3 separate regions of the Sus scrofa genome follow, and all the other regions are linked to region 3. Evidence: chromatin contacts called from public Hi-C and HiChIP or PLAC-seq data. All regions are on one chromosome and are shown on one strand. The core of a region is the stretch at or near the end of the contact, and the rest is flanking DNA. Distances in the headings are between cores, read along the strand shown. Region 1 overlaps PIEZO2 (piezo-type mechanosensitive ion channel component 2). Region 2 overlaps LOC110261160 (a long non-coding RNA gene). Region 3 holds the start of PIEZO2 (piezo-type mechanosensitive ion channel component 2).

Region 1 (3,858 bases), core at 109-2,608, 190 kb before region 3:
ATTATCTCTTATGAACACAGATGAGAAAATTCTAAACAAAATTTGATCAGTTCAAATTTGAGAATATGTAAAAAGGATAATATCCCTTGATCAAGTGAGATTTATGCTAGAAATACCAGGGTGGTTTAATATAAAAAATCAATTCACTATATTAAAATTAGAAAAGAATTTAAAAAGTAATCTCAATAGATGCAGAAAAAGCGTTTTGACAAAATTGAATATCGATTGTGGATTAGAACTCATCAAACTAAGAATATATGGGGATTTTGGTCAACCTAACAAAAAACCTATGCAAACCTTCAGTCAACATCAGACTTGATGAAAGACTAAATGTTTTTCTCAGAAAAAAAGCTTCTTGAGAGAAAATCTGAAGAGAAAAATCAAAGCCTCTTGGTTCTCATTTGTAGTGCTAACCTTTCATCCTTGAGTCACAGTTGCTTGGAACCAAAACAAAGACGCTTACAGCCAAAGTTACTGCCTAAGTAACATTCTGCACTTCAGGAAGCCAAATGGTTATGAGGCAACATCATTCGGTATATTTATCCTCAAAATACTTTGCAAGTCAGCCAAATCAGCTTATCTACAACCTAAAAAATTAATGAGGTGTTACTGCACTGAATTAAAATCCAGACTGTGAATGAGAATCTTAATTCTAATAAACAAGATGGTCACACTTTCCAATAAAAAGTCTGATAGCAAAATAATTGTTTTGTTCCAAAACGCCCTTTCTTAAAAGATCACTTTAATTTTTCATAAGCTGTTATCTTAACTTGAAGGAAGAGTCCGTCTTCCTACCACCAGAAATTCTACCATCATTAATTTGCTATTAATTTTTAAAGTTGAAAGCACCTAAATGGACCTTCCAGGCATAGTTGGTAATATGTTCATTAATACTAATCATTTGGAGCAAATGTAGAAAAAAATCATAACTGCCGACTATGCCTAATCTCTATTCCTCCTCCTATTTTGCAAGATTAAATGTAAAATGAGTCATTTTTTCACCTGGCAAGGTCCACTGGATCCCACTCTATCCTGGACAGCCCAGACCGCACGTGGGCCGAAAGGTCCTGTCTTCCTGTGATGTGTGTGGGGAGCTGCTCTGCAGAAACGAAGGTTCTCGAACGAGCCTGTCTATCATGTCAACCAGGGCATTCGGGGCCCATAGGACAGGGCAGAACCTCCCTGCAAACAGGGAGGGACCCTTCCTGGGAGATGCCCTTGGTAGCAAAGGTGACACCATGGGTCAAGGCTGGGAAGTTTCAGGTCTCTGGCTGGACGGACAGCTGGTGTGAAGGTCCCTGTCTGGTCAGGGGCTGTGGCTGTGTTGTACAAGATGTCAGGTGTCAGCCTGGGTGGGCACCCATTTCCCAGGGATCCTGGCCCCAGGTAACCATCAGGTTGGGGGGGAATCGCCCAGACTCAGGGGTTCAAGAATTTACTGATTTTCCATTTATCTGTGGAAAGCCAATTCATTTCTCTTGGCTATTTTTCGCCTTTTAGAAGCACACAAAGGACCTGGGTCTGAGACCTGACACTCAGTCATAAGAATCTTCAAAGTGAATCACTGTGCTATGCACCTGAAATCAACACAACATTGTAAATCAACTGTACTTCAACAAAAGAATGAATCTTTTCAAAAGGAAACCAAAAGTTTGGTTATTGTTATGTCACCTACCCACTCTACGAATTATTGTTTAACCGAGGAAAGGGCCAGTGTTAGCAGGTTGGGTCCGTTTATACACTCCTCAGTGGGAAAATGATCCCCTTTACATTAATTTTCCCCACACTGGACCGCTTTCAGAGGAAGTCTTGCCAACTAGCTGGCATTAAAAATAACCTAGTCTTCCTGTGCCATTTCTGTTAGCAAAGCTCAAGTGGCTCTAAAGACGATGGGCACCATAGCATCCTGGGTGAGGCTGCAAACCTGCATTTGCATGAACAACCCAGATCATACAACCATGCGCACAGCCAGCTGCACCAGACTCAACACAAGAGCTGACTGCACTGTGTCCTTTTCTAAAGGACCACTGGCTTCTCCAAGACATACACTGGGGCTGTTATTACTCCTTACGTATTATTGACATTTTCATCACTAGTATAAAAGTAGGGTAAATATAATAAGTGATACTGTACTTTCCACGCTTGTTTTTTTAAACATGTCTCTCATTTGCCACAGAATAAATAGTGATGCTGGAGTTTGAGGCTTTGCTTTTTCTTTCTTTCTTTTTTCTTTTTCTTTTTCTTTTTCTTTTTTTTTTTTTTTTGTCTTTTTGCCATTTCTTGGGCCGCTCCTGCGGCATATGGAGGTTCCCAGACCAGGGGTTGAATGGGAGCTGTAGCCACTGGCCCACGCCACAGCCACAGCAATGCAGGGATCCAAGCTGCGTCTGTAACCTACACCATAGCTCACAGCAACGCCGGATCCCTAACCCACTGAGCAAGGCCAGGGATCGAACCCGCAACCTCATGGTTCCTAGTCGGATTCGTTAACCACTGAGGTATGATGGGAACTCCTGCTTTTTCTTTCTTACATTGTTTTAACACTGGAATAAACATGAGCTTTTCCTTCACTGAACTTAATGAATTTTCTTACACTGATTTATTGAAATAAGACATTGAAAGTACAATGGAGAAATCATTGTGTATTTATTTAATGTAGAAAGCTGCCTCCACAGAGGATGGCCTGAAAATCTCTCCCATTTCTTCCCACAACTCACATTCATTCTTCAACTACACATTTTCAGGTTCAAAAAGCAGCAAAACAACAAAGCTGTGAATTTGAGCAAAGAAGTCCAACTCCTGCAGTGACTCCTGTGAACATTCTAGAAAAAGTTCAGAGGTCAGCAGAATGAAAGACAAGTAGAGATTATAAGATGCAACTTGGGGAGTTCCCTTTGTGGCTCAGCGGTTAATGATCCTGACTAGGATCAGGAGGATGCAAGTTCGATCCCTGCCCTTGCTCAGTGGGTTAAGGATCTGGCATTGCCGTCAGCTGTGGTGTGGGTCGCAGACAAGGCTCAGATCCCGTGTTGCTATGGCTGTGGTGTAGGCCAGCAGCTGCATCTCTGATTTGACCCCAAGCCTGGGAACTTCTATATGCCATGGGTTCAGCCCTAAAAGCCAAAAAAAAAAAAAAAAAAAAAAAAAAGCAACTTAAAGGGTATTCAGCCACACACCCATTTCAGTGCTCACCATGAATACGTTCGTGGTTCAGGTTGAGAAATAAATTTATGGGTTTCTTCATTCCCTATGTCATGATTAAGAAAACAGTAGACTAGATGTTTGACCCTCCCACCAAACCCTCACCCTGGTCCATGTCAGAACTTCTGCCTGTATTGTCTAGATAATTTAAAGTGAGAAAACAAAGAATCTGCCTTGTGTCCAAAACTGTTTCAAGATGACTTCACCTCAGAATCACCTGCAGTCTCTTCTTCACAAGGAAATTCAGCAGTGAGTTGACAAACCCTTAAAACTGGCTTTTCATTCTGTCACCAATAAGTAGACATTTGTTGACAGGGTTCCATGAATTTCAGGTCACATTCAGGCACCGCAGAGCACATCAGGTCCCCGGTCTCTGTCCCACCCTCCACACCTCTGCAGAAAACCCACAGGACACAGCTGGTTGGGACTTGTTGCTTCATCAGCTCGGCCAGCCTCTCAGGGAGGAAAACGGGTGAGGACCGTGAACACCAGCCAACACCTTGACCCCAGCCTCCTGGCCTTCAAGATAGAAGGTGTTTGCTGTCTCCAGAAACTCCTGAGAAAACCCCAAACCTTTTGAAGGACCACACTTGGGATGAGTTAAGCTGGATTTTGTTGAGTCTGCCATTTTTATGAGGGAGACCTGCTAGATTAACA
Region 2 (3,756 bases), core at 687-3,186, 160 kb after region 3:
GGCAGAAGCCTGGGGCCTGCCAGACTGAAGGTGTTTACTCTCTGGTCCGCAACAGAAGAAGTCTGCCAAGAGGCTGGCAGCAGGACTGGTATTTGTACCCAATTAGTTCCACACCACCTGTCCCCGCCTCTGCCTCTCCCTCTGCTTCCGATGCTGCAGACGTGGAGGTCTGGGATGCACTTACTGCCCAAGAAAGGCAAACATGGCCCTCTTTCAGCTCATCTGTCCAATGCGGGCATTGGCGGGGTCAGATTCATCCATGAGTGTACCTGGGTGGGAGCTGGGGAGCCAGACACTTTAAACAAGACATTTGGAGGAGAGGAGGCATCCCAGGAAGAGCATCTTGTGGTCCCTGAGCTGACCCATGAGGGTCCTGGCCCAGGCACAGCAACAGCGATGGCTGGGTGATCTGGTCTGGAGAAGAATTCTACCCACAACTAAAGGATGTGACCACGTCGCTCATAGGAAGGGACCCAGAGGCCAAAAGAAGAGTCCTCCATGGCCTGTTCCAACCACATGTCAGGGATACCACACCTCCCCATTTCCAGTGCTAAAAGGACCATTCGCATATATTCTAACTTTAGAAGGAGAGCCTGTTGAGACAAGATAAAATAAAAATAAGGAATAAGATAAAAATCCCTAATTAATCATCCATCAAACCTTCCATGCCTAGCAGAGCAGTGGGGTCAACACACACGTGTGAAAGAAGCTCAACTTGTCCAAAAGCTCTTGAGTGAATTTTTGGGTCAGCCCCGGGCTGGCTGTGCTCAACAGCTAAAAACGAGACTTGATTTCCTACCAAAATGAAAATGTTCATGGGAACAAAGAGTAACATGAAGATTTACAAAGCTTTTTGTTTTCTTGTTAATAAGAGTGTGTTTAATGTTGAAAATTATCACGATTAATAGTGTTTTTCTTGAACTGGCAAAGCTGATCCACTGGACAGGAATGTCTAGTTTATAGTGTTAGATGTTAAATACGCTTTTCAATCATTATTGGCCCTAAAATCAAAGCTATAAACACCCTATGTTGGAAAATATATTCTGCTTTCCATCTTACGTTTAATTCCAGTGGAGATGGAATGTTGGATAAGAACTTCTTGGCTATTGATGAGCTGAAAGTTATAACTTTCCAGAAAAAAGGCTCTTTCTGTTTTATAAGATTTTATATAAATGATTTTACTCGGGACATACATAATACAGAATACCTGAAAATAGAGAAAAGCATTAAGATATTAACACATTGAATTCTGGTTTAATAAATTCTTTAGCCATTCTTATGGGCCAGGTTCCTTCACAAACATCCTCACTAAATCATCACAGAAGCCTTGTGAAATGGACAGAAGGAGCCCATTTTTCAGATGAAGAAACAGAATCTCATTAAATTTGCCCAGGATGGTAACTACTAAGTAGACGTCCTGTTAAATCACACTGATTCAAAATAGATTTTACAAAACCCAAACATGAGGAAAATCCAGACGTGCATTGTCCAAAAGCCAACAGAATATGTAGGTGCAATTTGTTTTTATTCTCCTAATTAACATTTCCCAATCCATACCATAAAGTGGCAAGACATCAAAGGGAAAGGAACTTGGCCACTGTTAACTGTTACTGTTACTCCTGAAAGTACGGTATGGGGGCCGCTATTAACTATTACTGTTACTCCTGGGAGCACAGTACCGGGGGGGCCTGCTGTTAACTGTTACCATTACTCCCAAGAGTACTATGGGGGGCGGGGGCAGAGCCCTGCTGTTAACTCTGTTAACTATTACTGTTACTCCTGAGAGTACAGTATGGGGCCCTGCTGTTAACTGCTACTCCTAAGAGCACAGTATCGGAAAGAATCAGAAAGTCTTTTAACTGTGTGTAAACTATTTTAAGCCTCTTCTGTACAGTCAAGCAGGCTGGAGTGGATTCTGGCCCTGCTGCTGGCTGGCGAGCATCCTCTAGTGGCACTTTGTGAAAGCTAATTCGGCCTTAATGTTTTTGGGGGGATTCCACAGCCATGAGGAACGTGAAAGCTATGGGTCATTTCCCCCCAGAACCGCACTACTGAAAAACACACATACAAGTCCACTCAAAAATCCAAGAAGGGGGTCTCAAAAGCACGAATCTGCAGGCAAGTCCATGAACAAAGCACCACGTGGATACAGCCGCTTCCCCACCTGTCCTGGGCAGGGCAGCAGTCTGGCCATTGGCCAACTGAGTGTTTCAGTGACGCTTGATTTGGAGACGATGAGCCTGTCACGGGCTGTGGAAATAATGAAACCAAATTTGAAAGGGGTTAAAGTCACCTCAAACTTGGTACCAATAGAGAGTATCTTCAGCAACAAAAAATGCCTTTCATTTTAACAAATACCTTATTTCCTTCCTGCCAGTTCCAAACTACTACTTTACCATTAAATAGCCCCCAAAGTTGTTTCTTTTCAAAAAGGTAAATTCAACTCTTTAACATGAAAATTATCTTAGACCTCCCATTCAGATTCCTGTATTCACAGTCTGTTGTAATTTATTTATTTAAAGTTTAAGCCTATGTTTACATTCCTGTGTATTTTTTCATTAAAAAAATAGAGCTTTTAAAAACACCTGACAGCAATGCATTTATTTTCTCTTTAAAAAAAATGATTTTTAACATCTTAAAATTTCTAGAATGTCTCTTTAAAGCTATAGATAACTTGTACCTAAAATTCCACAGGGGAAGAGAGAAAAGGGAGATAAAAATGGGAGAAGGGATTTTAAGCAAATTGTACAATTTGTAGGAAATAGAAACACTGTATACTAGGCAGAGGAGAAGCTGTCTTTATTTTCTAACATTTATCTGCATACCTTTTCCGTCTGAACCTGAGGTCAAAAACGATGTCCCACTTCTCTGTTGCTTCTAGAGGGTGTATTGACCAAATGGTAACTGTGATGTCATCTGAAACTCTGAGCAGAAAGATGCAGAACGGGAAAAAATCCTAATTTTCGTTGTTCTCTGCTGCTCTCTTCCTGTTGTGAGCAATCCTTTCCTTTTCCTGTGGCCTGTATTCTATACATGAGATTTCCCACCTTTTGAAACCATTTAACACTAGTTCTTGTAAAATTCTTTTTTAGCTACAAATACTGCACTGCAGTATTTTTTAATATGTGCAGCCCAATAAATATGCCTGTAATACTTGTTGATTATCTGAAGTTCTTTTCTTCTTTTGGGGGGTTATGGATCTTTATGAGCAATTTTCTTTAAAAGAAAAAATCAAAAGTCATGCTTTGAGGTGAGGTCAGAATGTCTGTGCTATCTGGTGTTTTTGCAATTGGAGCACCTCACCCCACCCTTTTTTTTTTTTTTTTTTTTTTTTTTTTGTCTTTTTGTCTTTTTGTCTATTGAGGGCCACACCTGTGGCATATGGAGGTTCCCAGGCTAAGGGTCGAATTGGAGCTGTAGCCACCAGCCTACGCCAGAGACCCAGCAACATGGGATCCAAGCCACATCTGCGACCTACAACACAGCTCAGGGCAACACAGGATCCTTAACCCACTGAGCGAGGCCAGGGATTGAACCCGAAACCTCATGGTTCCTAGTCGGATTTGTTTCTGCTGAGCCACGATGGGAACTCCACCCCAACCTTTTTGAATCAACATTTTGAAGGTGCCAGCGTCTCCACCAGTCATGATACATGTGACCCCACAACTCCTGACTGAGAATGTTTTCTCCATTTTTTTCTTAAGTAAAACAGGGAAACACTTAAGCAAGCAGCTTGGCCCCCTGCTATTCTGTCCT
Region 3 (3,758 bases), core at 528-3,027:
GCGCCTTCTGACCCTGGTGCCACTCCCCACCTCACTGGCAACCACAAATAGGCCAACATCAAAAGCCCCTGGTTAACCTAGGAACCAGCTTCCACTCTGCAAATAGGAAGTGAGCCAGGCACCTAGCTAGGCCCTTCAAATACAGAGCGGGTCCCCAGATGGACACCCTGTGTTTGCACCAGAAGCAGCCAGCGTTGTTTCCCCAGATCGCTTTCCTAAAGCCTCTTTTCTTCTCAAACTCCAGCAAACTGGGGAGGAGAGAGACCCAAGTGGGCTTGGGTGGGAGCTGCTTCGCCTACAGGGGCGAATATCAAGGACAAAGAGCCCTGCAAAATGGTCCTGCCTGGAAGCCAAAGTGGCAAAGAAGAGGCTGAAGCTAGAATGCACTGCCCCTCCTCCTGCCCCAGGACCAGGCCTCCAGAGCCAGGGACTGGTTCCACTCAGAGAGCCTTCTCGGGTTTTCCACGGATGTTTCTTGCGTGTTAATACTTGACTACAACCTCACACACACACACACACACACACACACACACCCTTGGGGAGCTGGGATGGACCCTCATGAACCCACCCACCCACCCCAGCCACTTTTAGATTACCTGCTCAAAGAAAATGCTTAGCACAGGTGTGATCTTGAGTCCCCACCTCTGGCAAAATGGAAAAGGGTGTTTTGGGTGGTGTGTTTTTGTTTCTGTTTTTGTTTTTTTCTGCAAAGGGCAGGCTCTCTCTGTAAATTCAATTGCTCTTTGGTAAGAAGTGCTTTGTTTTCCAGCTCTGGTGGGGGGAGGGGAAATCTAGGTGCCCACAGCCACCACAGGTGTGGGGTTCTGTGTAGCAGACACACCTATTAGAGGGGGAACACAGAAACTCTCACCCCAAGGCCATGGCAGGGCCAGTGTCCTCAGATCTGACAGCCAGTGGCTTTTCACACCCCCCTAGCCCTAGAGATGGTGGGACCTTTGCCTGGGAGTCAGCAAGGCTCCCTTCTGGCCCTCCCTTAACCCTCGAAGTCCCAGTGTGGCTTCCTAACCCTCTACGGATCTGTCCCCACGGGTGCTGGATTGCGAGATTGGGTCCTGGTGTCTGCTTTTGTTGTACGGGCTTTTGTGGGAGTAAAATGAAGGAAGCAACTTCAGGGCGCTGCCTCCCTGAACCGTCCTTTCCTTTTTAAAAGGACCTGAGTTCTTAACTCTTCCATCACAGTGGCTGTAATATGGGATAGGGGAGAGATGGCCTCGGAACCGTTGGATGCACCGTGTGCCCTGTGTCTAGGGACAGGGGCGAGGGACTGTAATAGGATGAGTGCTGCACCTGGGAAAGGGGTCTCCAGCTGCCTTCAGGCCAGATTCGGATCCTTTGTGCACAAGTCAGCACTCCGCGAAAAATTCCACGTGTGACTAAGTTCAGCACAGCCTTCAGCCCACGCCGAGTCCGATCAATCGCCTGGACTCTGCAGCTGGACGGGTAAGAGAGACCCTAATCATGGAGACCCCGGTGGTGCGACGGCGCGGGAAGTGCGAGTACCTGGTTGTAACACTCAGGACCGCGGCGCGTGCTTCTTGAACCAAGTCCAGGCCACTGCGACCTGGATTCTCCAAAGACCACCCCATCCCCAGGCGCCCCTCTCACTCGCCCCCAGTCGGAAAACACTCACCTACTGCCAGGCAGATGGGGAGCAGCAGCCTGAAGATGAGCCCGCAGACCACTTCCGAGGCCATCGCGGTCAGTCCGGCGAGTCCGAGCAGAGGGGCGCGGCTCGCGGGTCCCTAGGACTCGGGTGCCAAGCCCATACCCGCCTAGGGCCTCCTGCGGCCGGCGGCTCGAAGCCGCCGGGGCATCGCCTGGGCGAGGGCCGCCGCGTTATGCGCCCCGAAGGCGCGCTCTCCGCTCCCCCGGCCGCCGCTCACCAAGCTCTAGGAAGCCCCCTCGCCGGGCGCCCGGCCTCGCACAGCCGTCCCATCCAGTGTGGAACTTCCCGATCCGGCGTCGGCGGCTTCTGCAGCCGGTGTTGGAGGCCGGGGCGCTTTGGGAGGGTCCCGCGGGGCGGCGCGGCGGGGAAGGGGCGAGAAGGGCGTGCTGTCCTTCCGTCAGCTCCTGGGGCGCCGCTCAGGGGCGGCAGGGAGTTTCTCCGCCGATACGCCTCCAAGCCAAGGCGCCTGGGCTGCCGGCCCGGCCCTCTGCCCACGCAGCTCGGCCGGGTTCCTGGGAGTAGCCCCGGCCCGGAGCGGCCCCGCCGCGGCTCCCGGAGCAGCGCGCGTCTCAGCCTCTACGCCCCGGGACTTCGGGCGGGAGAGACCCGGGCTCGAGCTGCTGGGCGCGCGGAACCATCCCCGACAGCGCGGGGCTCGCGGGACAGCGGCCAGAGGTCGAGACGAAGGCACGCGAGGGGGCCAGCCTCCACTCCCTCCTCCGCGGCCTCGACTTAAACGAGTAAAATGAAAACTGAACGCCGCCCGGCGGCCAGCGCGCCCCCGACCCGCGCGGTGCTGCCTCGCCCTGGAGGCGCAGCCCCGGCTCCCGGGCGGGCGCGCACTTCTCCACCTTCACTGAAACTTTCGAAGCCGCGCTCGCGGACGGGCGTGCGCGCAGGCCAATGGGAGGGCGGCTCGGGAGCGGCGCGCCGGGTCCCGCCCCCTGGGCTGCCGGAGGCGGGGGCACCGGGAGGGGGCACGGGGCTAGGGTGCAGGGGGAGACCCGGCTTCAGAGCCGGCGACCAGGAGCTAGTTCGCACTCCTATCGCGCTGCCTCGTCCGTGGTTCTGCAGACAGAAGGAACCGTCGTGGCATCATGTCCAAAGGGCGCAGCCTGAGCTCGCCCCAGCCCAGGGAGTCCTTTAATGCTAGAGGAATGGTGCACAGGCGACTGGAGGGCAGCCTTAGACAACTTTATGGGACTGTCACGTGTGCCAGGTCCACACGTGCCCACTTGCACTGATTGAGAAGAAGAGAAGCAGAATCCAACCAGTGACCCTGTCCATATTCAATCTTGTGTGAAGTTTCAGCTCTGACGGGGCTCAGGATCCTTCAGCAATGGGCACGGATTCGGATGTGCACCCACTTTGTATATTGTGGAGCGCTCTTGTTTTCGCCTCGGGCTTATTTGTTGCTTGTCATGGCCCCTGGGAAGAGTACATTGTTTCCCTGATCTCCTCTTAACCTTCCTTTTTTCTCGTTCTCTCTGTGAGACCTAGAGAGCTGTGGTTCCAGCTGGGAGATGGCAGCGAGGCTGGGTCCCTCATTTCAGGTTTATCCAACAGCGGGGGATGGGCTGCAGCCCTGAGGACCAGAAGTAAGTGGTCTGGTCTGCAGAGAGGACAGTTCAGAACTGGCGTTTGCATCCAGAGGACAGAGAAGGAAGATGTTGACTTGTATTGCTCACTGGCGTTCTGGGTTGAAATGGTTTTGGATGATGGAAGTCGGCGGATGGAAATTACACAAACCTTGGTTCTCTGTGTTAAACAACCAGGTCGCCCTTTCTTGAATTATAGTAAGCTTGTGTTTTTGAGTCAGATGCCTTCACAAAGTCCCTGAGAATGACAAACTGTGACGCATTACTTTTTTTCTGAAGACTGGAAGCAGTGACATCTTGTAAAGACATCCAGAATCTTAGACCATCTGTGTGCTCTTTGGCCCTCCAGAAGCCTAGACGTCTGAACCCCAAATGTTGCCATTCCTCACACTCAGGTTAGAGAAACAGCAGGAACCGAAACAATCAGCAGATCTTTGACAACTGCCAAGAAGGGTGTTTTGTATTTTGTAGAA

What was found. Hi-C and Micro-C count contacts between places; a contact is called where the count stands out from the background. HiChIP or PLAC-seq counts read pairs in DNA pulled down with a chosen protein or histone mark.
Region 1: a contact with region 3 is called in a Hi-C map of omental adipose tissue, with 2.0 times the contacts expected there. The contact joins the enhancer-like site here to the promoter of PIEZO2 in region 3. A contact is called at or near these places in 18 of 47 Hi-C or Micro-C datasets (adipocytes, alveolar macrophages, embryonic fibroblasts and 11 more) and 1 of 2 datasets of contacts at active chromatin or transcription factors (skeletal muscle).
Region 2: an H3K27ac HiChIP or PLAC-seq map of skeletal muscle shows a contact between it and region 3, with 8 times the contacts expected there. The contact joins the enhancer-like site here to the promoter of PIEZO2 in region 3. A contact is called at or near these places in 7 of 47 Hi-C or Micro-C datasets (embryonic fibroblasts, fibroblasts, omental adipose tissue and 3 more) and 1 of 2 datasets of contacts at active chromatin or transcription factors (skeletal muscle).

The regions. Positions count from the first base shown.
Region 1 is chr6:97,826,946-97,830,803 of Sscrofa11.1, reverse strand. The region is part of intron 7 of PIEZO2 (piezo-type mechanosensitive ion channel component 2); the gene reads right to left. Among named protein-coding and RNA genes, the nearest start is that of NAPG, 150 kb to the left of the region's middle. Within about 2 kb of position 1,358, at least 1 of the 83 cell types and tissues checked has an H3K27ac peak or open chromatin away from gene starts, as enhancers often do. A contact at or near this core is called in omental adipose tissue, where this site is marked.
Region 2 is chr6:97,484,026-97,487,781 of Sscrofa11.1, reverse strand. LOC110261160 (a long non-coding RNA gene) reads right to left here. Exons shown (of 3, transcript XR_002344992.1): 3 at 1-2,250. Among named protein-coding and RNA genes, the nearest start is that of GNAL, 57 kb to the right of the region's middle. Within about 2 kb of position 1,936, at least 4 of the 83 cell types and tissues checked have an H3K27ac peak or open chromatin away from gene starts, as enhancers often do. A contact at or near this core is called in skeletal muscle, where this site is marked.
Region 3 is chr6:97,642,134-97,645,891 of Sscrofa11.1, reverse strand. PIEZO2 (piezo-type mechanosensitive ion channel component 2) reads right to left here and starts at 1,777. Exons shown (of 53, transcript XM_021096049.1): 1 at 1,652-1,777. The coding sequence starts at 1,715.